Linked DNA regions of Danio rerio: region 1 is linked to region 2. Evidence: chromatin contacts called from public Micro-C data. All regions are on one chromosome and are shown on one strand. Each heading gives the region's core, a stretch centred on a gene start, on an enhancer-like site or on the middle of the called end of the contact. The rest is flanking DNA. Distances are from core to core; before and after follow the strand shown. Region 1 holds the start of micu1 (mitochondrial calcium uptake 1). Region 2 overlaps mcu (mitochondrial calcium uniporter).

Region 1 (6,234 bases), core at 3,301-5,800, 120 kb before region 2:
ATCAGGGGCCAAAATCACAGGCAGCTGAGGACTAACTTGACTGAGGACCAACATTGTTGTTAGAGTGCAATTGACAGCCAGAGAAAAGCTGAAAATAATCACCAGACTGACTCTTTTTGGTTCTACACTAGGGCTGCACGACATTGGACAAATCTAACATTGGAATATTTTGTTATTCTGTGATATATATTCATTCAATACCTTTCCTTTACAGGTTAGTCACTTTATTTATCAGGGGTCACCACAGCGTAATGAACCGCCAACATAGAGTATATGCTTGAAGGCTGATTTATACTTCAGCATCAAATGCACGCGTATGCTACGGCGTTGACGCATAGCCCTACGCCGTGGTCGTCGCTGACGTGCACCTTTTAAAAAATGTAACTACACGTCGCAACGACGCGTAGCGCAAGCTCTGTGATTGGTCAGCTTGGTAGAGCTGACGAGTGTGGGCGGGACAGAGAGCCGCGCGAATGGCGCGACCCCGATGGAGCGATTGTTTACAAGTGTGGAGTCCTGTGAAGGAGCTCCGGATGGAAAGTTTTGTTCTGTGTTTACCTCATAGTTAAAGTTGTTGCACGTCCGCCGGTTCCTGCCTAAAAATGAGCGAGTTTGAGCCACTTGTACATTCAGGAAGTGTTCAGGAAAAGCAAAACACCAGCGAAGAAACTCGACACAGAGGAACATTTACACCTCACTGCCAACTAGCTTTTTCGGAAGTGTTGCATGTTACATGTGCCGTGGGTTACGCCGGTCACTTGAAGCAGAAGTATAAACCAGGCTTTATGCAGCGGATGCCCTTCCAGCTGCAACCCATCACTGGGAAACACCCATACACTCTCATTCACACACATGCACTACAGACCTATGTCTTTGAACTTGTGGGGGGAAACCAGAGCACCTGGAGGAAACCCATGCGAACATGGGGAGAACATGCAAGCTCTACACAGAAATGCCAACTGACCCAGCCAGGGTTCAAGCCAGTAACCTACAGTACTTGCTGTAGGGTGACAGCGTGACCGTAGCCCACGATATATATTGCGATATGAATACAATTTCACCAGATGACTTGAATAGCTCTATTTGGAAACACTTGATCATTTTGGGATGATTCTGCAGTGGGAGTCATCTGCATAAAATATAATACAAGATATAAATACAATGAAGAAAAAGGTACAATTAAAATAAACAGTGTTTTCAAGAGGTCACACTTAGATACTGTTTGAAAACTTGTTAGCAAGTTAGCAGGTTTGGCATGCTGTCCCGGGAGAGAACCCTGAGCTCGGAGATAGTTGAGCTCAGGGCTCCCGCCAGGTCCATAGAACATGTGAGGGGAGTACGAGATCAGGAGTTCTCGAGAGCTCCCCTTGGCAAAAGAGGAAAGGAGGAGAAGGGGTGGATGGGGAGTTTCTTCGGGAAACGAAGATAAGGGAGTAGTTCTTAGCTAGGTTCCTTATAGTGAGTTTGGATCAATCTGATTGGCTAGCTAAAGAGTGTAGATGAGTGGCCAACTGCAGTCAATCATATCACGTGCTCCTCTCGAAATTAGTTTGAGAAACTTCATTTATCGTTTTCCGAATCCGGTCGTTGTATAAAACTCCTAAAACTGTTAGAGGCATTATTGTAATGGTCCAAAAGGCGCATCTCTGTGGGTCTCTGCAGACTGCAGAGCATGTGGGATTGTCTGTGGGAGTGTTGACCATTCTCACGCACACATAACCAGCAGTATGAAACGTGTGCAGTGAGAGTTCCACTGCATGGTTAACTGATTGCGTATGTTTGGCAGGGGAGTAACGAATCACTTTACGATTTACTTTTTTTTTAAGGTTAATCCAACATTTATAACAATTGCAGAGAGATCACCTCCCGCGTTATTCAAATCACGAATAACGTGATGAAAGCATTTTGGATTCCCTGTTAAATATAACTTTCTGTCACTGTTTGTTTAACCTGCATTAATGCATTCATTTTAAAGCTGCACAATTTAACGTTAAAAGATTGTGATCTCAATTCAAACCCGCGCAGCATGAATGATAAATGATGGTGATTTGCATGTGTTTATTAATCCTTCAAATCGCTGCATTCAAATCTGCATTTGATCGAGAGAGATTACGTTCTTACACTTTTTCAGTTTGTTACAAACAGTTAAATAGCACAGATGTACTGGGAGCACAGTTTATAGCTCAGATAAACACACTGATGTTTATGGTAAAGATTAAGGCCCAATCCCAATTCTACCCCTTAGCCCTTCCTCTTACCCCTCATTTTGTACATTCATGTAAAGGGATATGGGTTTCCTAATTCTTTTTAGCTTGAAGGTGTAGGGTTAAAGGTAAGGGGTAGATCCCTCTTCGAACAGAGATTTTTCAGGACCACACTCGAAACCAAGGGGTAAAAGAATTTCCCAGAAAACACCAGCCATAACGGCAGCATAGCCGCACCCGGAAGATAGGAGATCCACAAATTAGTACTTTTTGTGAACTTTTTTTTTACAACAAGCACATGTTTTAACTAGCCTGATCTCACGAGGAAACGTAAGTATTTTACGTTTTGTCAGTTTTAGTGGCTAAAGTTGAGTCATACAAAAATGTACGATTTTAAAAAGGAGGCGTGGCTTCTAACGCCACCCCTAATCCCAACCGTCATTGGGTGATGAGCAAATCGTACTAAATTGTACGAATTAGATCGTACAAATTCATACGAATTAGCCAATAAATTAAAAAGTTACGAATTGCCATGTGATTGCGTTGGTTTTTATACATTTATAACCGCGTTCATGTTTTACCATCATGCCATTTAAAAATAGGGTAGGGGAAAGGGGTACAAAAATAGAATTGGGATTGTACATAAAATCACAGTTTAAGGCAACTTGACGCTGGTGAATGTTGTAGCAATTACATTGTGTAACCAATTGGTGGCGACATATAACCATCTAAACGATGTCACTGAATAGGTTTTAAAAAATGGTCGAGCTATAATGAAACTTGAAATTTTATGTGCGAGTTGTTGAATCATTAATTGAAAATAAATATGATACTTTGAACATGATGTTCTATTTCTATATTTAGCATTATCAGCAACAGTAGCATAGATAATCTTTTGTATTGAATATTTTTTCTTTACTCAGCTGATTCTTTTTTGATTTTTATTTGTAATAAAATTACAGGTTCTGTTTGTTAAACCAATGGTTTTTACAGTAATGTTTTGTATAAATGGAAAGCAAATGATATTCGTCTCCTCCCTTTTTGCTGATGCAAAAAATGGTCCGATCCGTGACTCAATAACTACAGCATGATCCGAACCATGAGACTGGTGATCTGTTACACCACTACTAAACACTCAAAAAAACACTGACCTTTTTTGCTTGTCCAAACTACTAAAATGAGATCCTAAATCTACAAAGTGAGCAACAAAATTCTTAAGTTTTTTTGGGACTTAATTGTTTCATGTTAAATCAGCTTAAATTTGTGAAAAACAATTTAGTAAAAGGTAAGGTTAGTTTTATATTCACGCATTTATTCAGAAACAACTTGTGACATGTTGCCTATATTGTTTACCATGGAAGTTTGAACATTTGGTCTGAAATCATATGAAAGCATGACTTCAAAACAACATTAGCACTATTTAATTGACTGTGAATAACGTACTTTAATAGTAATTGGCTGTTAATATGACTTCTCTATTTAGAATTTGCAAGAATACTGTAATGAAATTATATTATTAAAGAGAAAGTCTGAATGTGTGAATATAAAACCAATTCTAGCTTTGGAAGCCAGCATTTCTTTTGTGTATTTCATTATACATAGTGTATTTCTACAATCTTTTTATGAATTAGAATTTAATGTTTAGAGTTCTTCTAAACAACAACAAAAAATTGCCCAGAGTACATGTAAAAACAAACCAAAAAACATGGTATGTATCGCGAGATATGACATATACATTAATACCAACAATGTCAACACGATATTTTATAAACACTTGTCAATGTTAAAAAAACAAAAACAGTCAAATAACGATGTCACTGCCTCACAATTATAACATAAACTGTGTTTTTCTATGTCTCTTTTCAACATGGACACGTTACATCAGCTTTAATATTGAGCTGAAGTTGTTATTATGATGATCTGAGGCGATGTGCAGCTGGAGCATTAGCATGAGCTACACAGCGATTACATATTTAACTGCTTCCTTTACTGAGAAACATTAAATATACTATTATAAGACGTCTAGCAACATGGGGATTTGTCATTCTAGACCTTTCAGCTTAAGCATGCCATGAAGATACGACCAGTCACGTAACGTTACAGGGAAAACTCTCCTATCTGAAATCACACTAGATTTGGCTAGTCTCGCTAACTTAGCCCCTTGATGTTAAAGCGAGCGGGTATTATACACTTACTCAGACACTTAAGGCAACGTCAGATAAAGTCCTGCAGGAAAGATGTTTTTCTGTAAGAACTGCAGATTCCTCTACGATTCTGCTTTAACGTTAGTCGCGTTGACTTTCTGCGCTGAAGTTCCGCGTCTACGGAGGCCGAACACACACAAACACACCCACAGCAAACGTCAAGCCTCCGCCTCCCCTTATCTGCTCAGTCTGTGGGATCTTCCATCAGTTTGCAAAACACTCCGTTCTTCTTCTTCTTCTTCTTCTTCTTCTTCTTCTTCTTCTTCTTCTTCTTCTTCAATATATATTGGCGGTTGACAAACAACAAAATTGTGTATTTCTAAACACTCAGTTTGATAGGTGAGGACGTTAAAAACCTGTTTTGTTCTTTTAGAAGAGGCTTGTTGACATGGCGTTACATTTTCACACACGACAAAAAATTACTTAATTAGGGTTGTCATCCTTTAAAACGCTGCAAATGGTTAACATGGTTATGAAGTATGATTTTGTTCTACATAACAACATCCCTCATTATACCCAAAACCTAAACCCATCTTCCATTTTACTAACTGTTAATAAGCAGCTAATTAACGGTTTATTGAGCTAATAGTCTTAGTTTGTGGTTTGTTAATAGCATTAATGGAACTTGAAATAAAGTGTTACCAAAATTATTTATATTTCCAACAGGTTTTATGATAAATAAGATGTTACTGTTGTCGTTATTTTTAATATTATTATTACTATTAATACAATAAATACATTAGAAATATTGGATACGGGTGACGCAGTGGCACAGTTGGTAGCACTATCGCCTCACAGCAAGAAGATTGCTGCTTTGAGCCTCGGCTAGGTCATTTCTGTGTAGAGTTTGCATGTTCTCCCTGTGTTCATGTGGGTTTCCTCCGGGTGCTGTGATTTCCCCTACAGTCCAAACATATGCGTTATAGCTAAATTGAAGAAACTAAATTGTCCACATGTGTGTGAATGAGTGTGTATGGATGTTTCCCTGTACTGGGTTGCAGCTGAAAGGGCATCCGCTGTGTAAAACATATGCTGGATAAGTTGGCGGTTCATTCTTTTGTAGCGAACCCAGATTAATAAAGGGACTAAGCTGAAAAGAAAATTAATGAATGAGTGTGTGTGTGGATGTTTTCCAGTACTGGGTTGGATCCGCTGTGTAAAACATATGCTGGATAAGTTGGCGGTTCATTCCGCTGTAGCGAACCCAGATTAATCAAGGGACTAAGCTGAAAGGAAAATCAAAGAACGACGTTATAAATAATGGATACTATGCTCTCCATACACATTCTACTGTAAGGTTGGAAATGTATTACTGTATCTTCACCTTTTGGTTAAAATTAAATATTATTTCAGTATTCAAATATATGTTTTATTGAACAACACAGAAATAGCCTATATTTACCATATATTCAAAATATATATGGGCAGCGCGGTGGCACAGTGGGTAGCACTGTCACCTCAAAGCAAGAAGGTCGCTGGTTTGAGTCCCGGCTTGGTCAGTTGGCATTTCTGTGTGGAGTTTGTATGTTCTGCGTGGGTTTGCTCCGGGTACTCTGGTTTACCCCACAAGTCCAAACAGATGTGCTATAGGTGAACTGAATAAACTCAATTGGCTGAAGCGTATGTGTGTGAATGCAAGAGTGTATGGGTGTTTCCCAGTACTGGGTTACAGCTGGAAGGGCGTCCGCTGCGTAAAACATATGCTGGATACGTTGGCGGTTCATTCCGCTGTGGCGACCTCTGATTAATAAAGGGACTAAGTCTAAAAGAAAATGAATGAATGAATGAATGAAAATATATATTTTGGACTGGATTTTTTTCTTTGC
Region 2 (5,409 bases), core at 1,664-4,163:
ACCTAGTGGACTACTTACCTAAACACAACCAATAGTGCTTTCAAAAACGTAAAAGTGCCCTGCAGCTACATTGTTTTACCTTGATTTTACATTGCTTTCATTTGGTTTTTGGAAGCGTGCTTAACCAGACTCGAACCAGAGAACTCTGCATCACAAGTACAACACGGCACTAAGTGACCAGACAAAACTGACCATAGTAGAAATATTGTACTTAAGGAAATAGATATGAGGCAAATGCATTTGATTGTTTTGTTTTATTTATTTAGCGTTAAAAGAACTGCACTAAAATAAGCCTTCGTTCATCAGTAATATGTCTGTAAATATCATTAATGTGAAAAGAAACAAAAGTTGTTGGCATCATACTGCCCTGTAATAAATTTTTTTTAACCAAAAAATTGCAGACAAACACATATTGTATTATACATATAAGTATTATATCTGTATTCATTAAGGGTGTCACGATCCTCCAAATCCTCGATTCGATTACATTTTTGATTCAAAAGTCACGATTCGATTTTCGATTATGAATAATTAATTAATTAATGACCAATTAATTATTTATTTGTAGCCTACCGTTTAAACTACCTGACCTGCATGGTCTTTGTTTTACCCATAAACAAATCATACAGTAAATGAATAAAGGTAAGATACACACATAATTACCACCTGTCAATCACTTTTTCTGCGGGACTCGTGAATAGGCAGTGATCTGTGTCGTTATAATGGCGTCGGTAAAAAAAGACGCACAACCAACAGGAACCAGCCAACAGTATCTGAGGTGTTCGCTAAAATCACTAAGTACAAGTGAGTGAAAGATTGAAGCAGTCTACTGATCCTCTTGACTGCCTGAACGCGCTGTCTCGAGCCCAGGGATGTGTGTGTGCGTCTGTGTCTGTGTGTGTGTGTCAGAGGTAGAGAGGAAGGAGGGCTGCTCAGAAATGCTACACGCCACTGTGGATGTCAAATCGTTGTCATTCTAAAATGCCATTTAAAAACAAAGACAGTTTAAACAGGGCCTGAGTGTGTACTTTTCGCGAGCGGATTTGCAACGGGGGCGGGCGGAGGATCACGATGTCGGTGTTGTCTATCGGACGAACCCTAATACGTACATAGCAGAGCTTGCAAAACTGTGTTGTTTTTTTTTGTCGACAACATGAACGTTGTCAACATAACTCACTGGAAATCCAAAATGCCTACACACCGGCGACTTCATTGAAAGAGGAGAGGATTTAAGCTCTGTCGACGGGTCTCCTGCTTCTGCAGTTTAACAAGCACTTCTACAAGCCTGTTTTTTCCCGCTTGGCAAGCCAAGCTGACGTGACATGGGGGCGTGGCAGCGTCAACGATTCTATTTTTTGATTCGATAATCGAAATTGAGCATAAATTTCGATCCATTTCGATTAAAAATCGAAATCGTGACACCCCTAGTATTGATGTAAGTATTTGCAGCCTCACAAAAATGCATGCTGAAGCACGTAATTCCAATGAGCCCAATTATCATATGGCTAAAGGATGAGGAAATTCAGTCAAGCTACTGCTTGATTCCAAGAGTTACTCTTAGTCCGGGATCTCAAGAAGTCTAATGATGACATGCTGGGATTTTCTATAAACTCGCAAGTTGTAACATCATAACTAGGCTAAGTTGTAACTTGTAAGCGTCTGCATCTGACATCTGCTCCTTTGTGCTTCATCTAAGCATGTAGGTCACAGTGTTACAGTAGACTGAATCATTTGCTTACATTGGGAATGAAAGGAGATGTTAAGAGCAAGTGTTTTTAGAGGAAATACACCTGGAGCAACTACCGTAAGTGCTCCAGGACAAACTGATAGGTCATAACTTGCTTCCCACTTAGTCCTTGTGCGAACCAACAACCGTCCCATTACGAGACCTGAGCTTTGACTGCTGCTCCAATGACTCGATGCTAGTAAGTCTGCTCTGTGTGTAAATGCCGTGGAGTGTTTTGGAGTGCCGTCAGGTTAGTGGGGCAGTGTGTGCGTGTAGGTGGAGAGCCAGTGCGTAGATATGTGATGCGTAGGTGCAAATATCCAGAGATCTATTTCAGGAGGACATGGAACAGCTTCGAAAGCATTGCTGAGTCTGAATCAAAACTATTCGCCTTGACTCCCAAGTCTTGTTAAGGCAAGTCATTTAACTCGGCGGCCATCTTTGAAACACCTCTCGGGAAGTACGCTTGGACTTGGGCATGAGGAAACCTCGATCTCTCCAAAATTGTTTGCAAACCCTGCTGAAAAAAAACAGCTTAAACCAGCCTAAGATGGTTGGCTGGTTTAAGCTGGTCGACCAGCCTGGTTTTAAAGGGGTTTTGGACATTTCCAGACTGGTTTCTAATCATTTCCAGCCTGGTTTTAGCTGGTCAGGCTGGAAAATGTCCAGCTAAAACCAGCCTGGTTTAAGCTGGACAAAGCTGGTTTTGGCTGGGCTCCAAGCCTGGCTAGGCTGATCAAGCTGGTTTTAGCTGGTCATTACCCAGCCTGACCAGCTAAGACCAGGCTGGAAATGATTAGAAACCAGCCTGGAAATGGCCAAAACTCCTCTAAAACTAGCCTGGTCGACCAGCTAAAACCAGCCAACCAGGCTTTTTCAGTAGGGAAGCTCACGATTATTTACGTTTCATATTAGGGATGATCAATAAAACTAAACAATGGTCTCTTTAGTTTAATTTCTAAATGTTTGAATCACACAAGAAACTCAAGTCTTGTCCGAGCCCCTCCCCTGAAGAATCTTCAGTCTGTATCGATCAATGAATGGCTCCTGTACTTGGAGGCAGGGCTTCATCTGCCATACTGACCGTTACACTTTTCCTCATTCAAAACTACACGAGTAACATGTCTTATGTATTCTATAGTCCTTGACACTAGTCGGACTCCAGGTGCATGCTGAAATGACCACTCGGCAAACCGTTTGTGCTCATAAGCATTGTGTAGTGCATATATCTCCTGAATTTCTGTCATCTTAATATAGAAACTGCATTCAGTTTGGTCACAACTCCATTTCTCTCTGCCTTCTATTTCTATATTTGTCTCGAGCCTTGTGGTGATTGTCCTCTCTAGAGGCACAGTGGAAATCGTGATGTATTTTCCCTGGATTCAAAACATGTGGTTCCCTTCTGGCTGCCTTTCACTTCAGAAACACCCAGCTGCTGGTTCCCGAAAGATGGATGTTTTTTTAGGCTTTAAGGTTGTTGCACACTGAATCTGAAATATACATATATACATTTTAGTGAACTATTTATTCTCTCATGTTTTGACTATTGTTGCTGTTTACTTCATTGTGGAGTATGAACCTACGTCACCCTTGTCCATTATTGGATCTATTCCTAGTCTGTGTTGAAAATAAATACACAAAGTACTTAAGAGTTATTAACTTCGCATTCTCATGATTCAGTGGTTCTTGCGTTTTGAGGACTAAACATTTTGATCTGCGATCTCAGCTCGGTCTTAGCCTGCTGTCAGGCAAGCCTGAACAAATGGGGTATGCCACAACTATTTAAACAGATTTGACTGTGCAAGTGAAATGTTTGTGTTGCTGTCCTGCTGAAAGGCTCATGCAACCCTGAACTAAATTTTCTGAGATTTCAACAGATTTGTGTGTGTTGAACATCAATTAAGACAACATTAGCATCTGTTAGTTTTAATTGTAGGGAATAACTTGCACATTTCGAGCTTTTTCCTTTATTTTCATCTTGAAAGCCAGTGTTGGGCAAGCTACTTGAAAAATGTAATGAGCTAAGCTATTAGCTACTCTTCTTCAAATGTAGCTTAACTACACTTAAAGCTATCTTTTTTGAAATGTAACGAGCCAAGCTAAAAGCTACTTGGCAAAAGTAGCTAAACTACATCTTAGCTATTTTTGTAATTTTCATTTTTAAATCAAAGCTACTCAAATCCAAGTCAATCATATCTTAGTGATCATAAAACTGTCATAAGGCAGAATAGTTCAGTTCAATTATTTATTGTAAATAATAAGCTGTACTAAACAGAAACATTATAGTATACACAGCACAGTATATATATATATGTGTGTGTGTGTGTGTGTGTGTGTGTGTGTGTGTGTGTGTGTGTGTGTGTGTGTGTGTGTGTGTGTGTGTGTGTGTGTGTGTGTGTGTGTGTGTTTGTGTGTGTTTGTGTGTGTGTTAAACAGAGCAAGGGAATTTTCACAGTATGTCTGATAATATTTTTTCTTATGGGAAAAAGTCTTACTTATTCTTATTAAAAGTCTTGTTTTACTTCGGCTAGAATAAAAACAGTTATTAATTTTGATAAAAACATTTTTGGGACAAAACTATTAGCCCCTTTAAGCTAATTTTTTTCCCGATAGTCTACAGAACGAACCATCGTTATACAATAACTTGCCTAATTACCCTAACCTGCCTAGTTCACCTAACTAACCCAGTTGAGCCTTTAAATGTCACTTTAAGCTATATAAAAGTGTCTTGTAAAATATTATTTACTGTCATTATGGCAAAGATAAAATAAATCAGTTATTAGAAATAAGTTATTGAAACTTTTCTACTTAGAAATGTGCTGAAGCAATCTTCCCTCCATTAAACAGAAATTAGGGAAAAAAATAAACTGGCGCTAATAATTCAGGGGGGCTAATAATTCTGACTTCAACTGTGTGTGTGTGTGTGTGTGTGTGTGTGTGTGTATATATATATATATATATATATATATATATATATATATATATATATATATATATATATATATATATATATATATATATATATATATATATATATATACACACACACACACACACACAATTAAAATGTATATAGATATTTACAACTCTCCATTAATGAATTACACTACAAAATGTAGTATCATTATTAACTATCCTGAACTAATAGTAATTACCATAGCATAGTTTAGCCTTTACTCCTCTCCCTCAGTCATCTTTCAATCAAGCAATTTTCTCATATCAACCCAATGATTGTTTGGCGACATCAACATCTGAGTGGATTCTTGAACACTGGCCATTGTGTTCACATGCTTAATAGATATGACAGTGATTGGCTATAATGATCATCGGTTTACAAGACACTTGAGTCTTTGAAATTCACGTCTATCAGCTGATCCGTCAGCGGATTAAAGTTGCATTCAAACCCTGATAGACACGACTTTCAAACACTCCAGTCAGACTTTTTTGTCACTTTAAAGTAGATATGTGTGTGTCGTGTAGAAATATGCGGTGTTGTCGTTGAGTATCGCAATAACAATATTTCATACAATATCACATTTCCCTAGAAAAATGCTGTTTTTATTACATATGTTTTTAAGTCTTTTATTTGTTTATTGATATTTCAATTAATAGTTTAAATGTATTTTTCAGATCTATGTAAATGTAATTGTATGTAATTCAGACTAAAAGATGTTTATGTTTAG

Evidence for each region. A called contact is a pair of places that touch in the nucleus more often than the background predicts.
Region 1: a Micro-C map of caudal fin shows a contact between it and region 2, with 4 times the contacts expected there. The contact joins the promoter of micu1 here to the enhancer-like site in region 2. A contact is called at or near these places in 2 of 18 Hi-C or Micro-C datasets (caudal fin and hematopoietic stem cells).

Annotation. Positions count from the first base shown.
Region 1 is chr13:4,822,443-4,828,676 of GRCz12tu, reverse strand. It overlaps micu1 (mitochondrial calcium uptake 1), which reads right to left and starts at 4,550. Exons shown (of 14, transcript NM_001083833.1): 1 at 4,400-4,550.
Region 2 is chr13:4,703,220-4,708,628 of GRCz12tu, reverse strand. All of the region lies in intron 2 of mcu (mitochondrial calcium uniporter), which reads left to right. Among named protein-coding and RNA genes, the nearest start is that of oit3, 41 kb to the right of the region's middle. Within about 2 kb of position 2,913, at least 5 of the 62 cell types and tissues checked have an H3K27ac peak or open chromatin away from gene starts, as enhancers often do. A contact at or near this core is called in caudal fin, where this site is marked.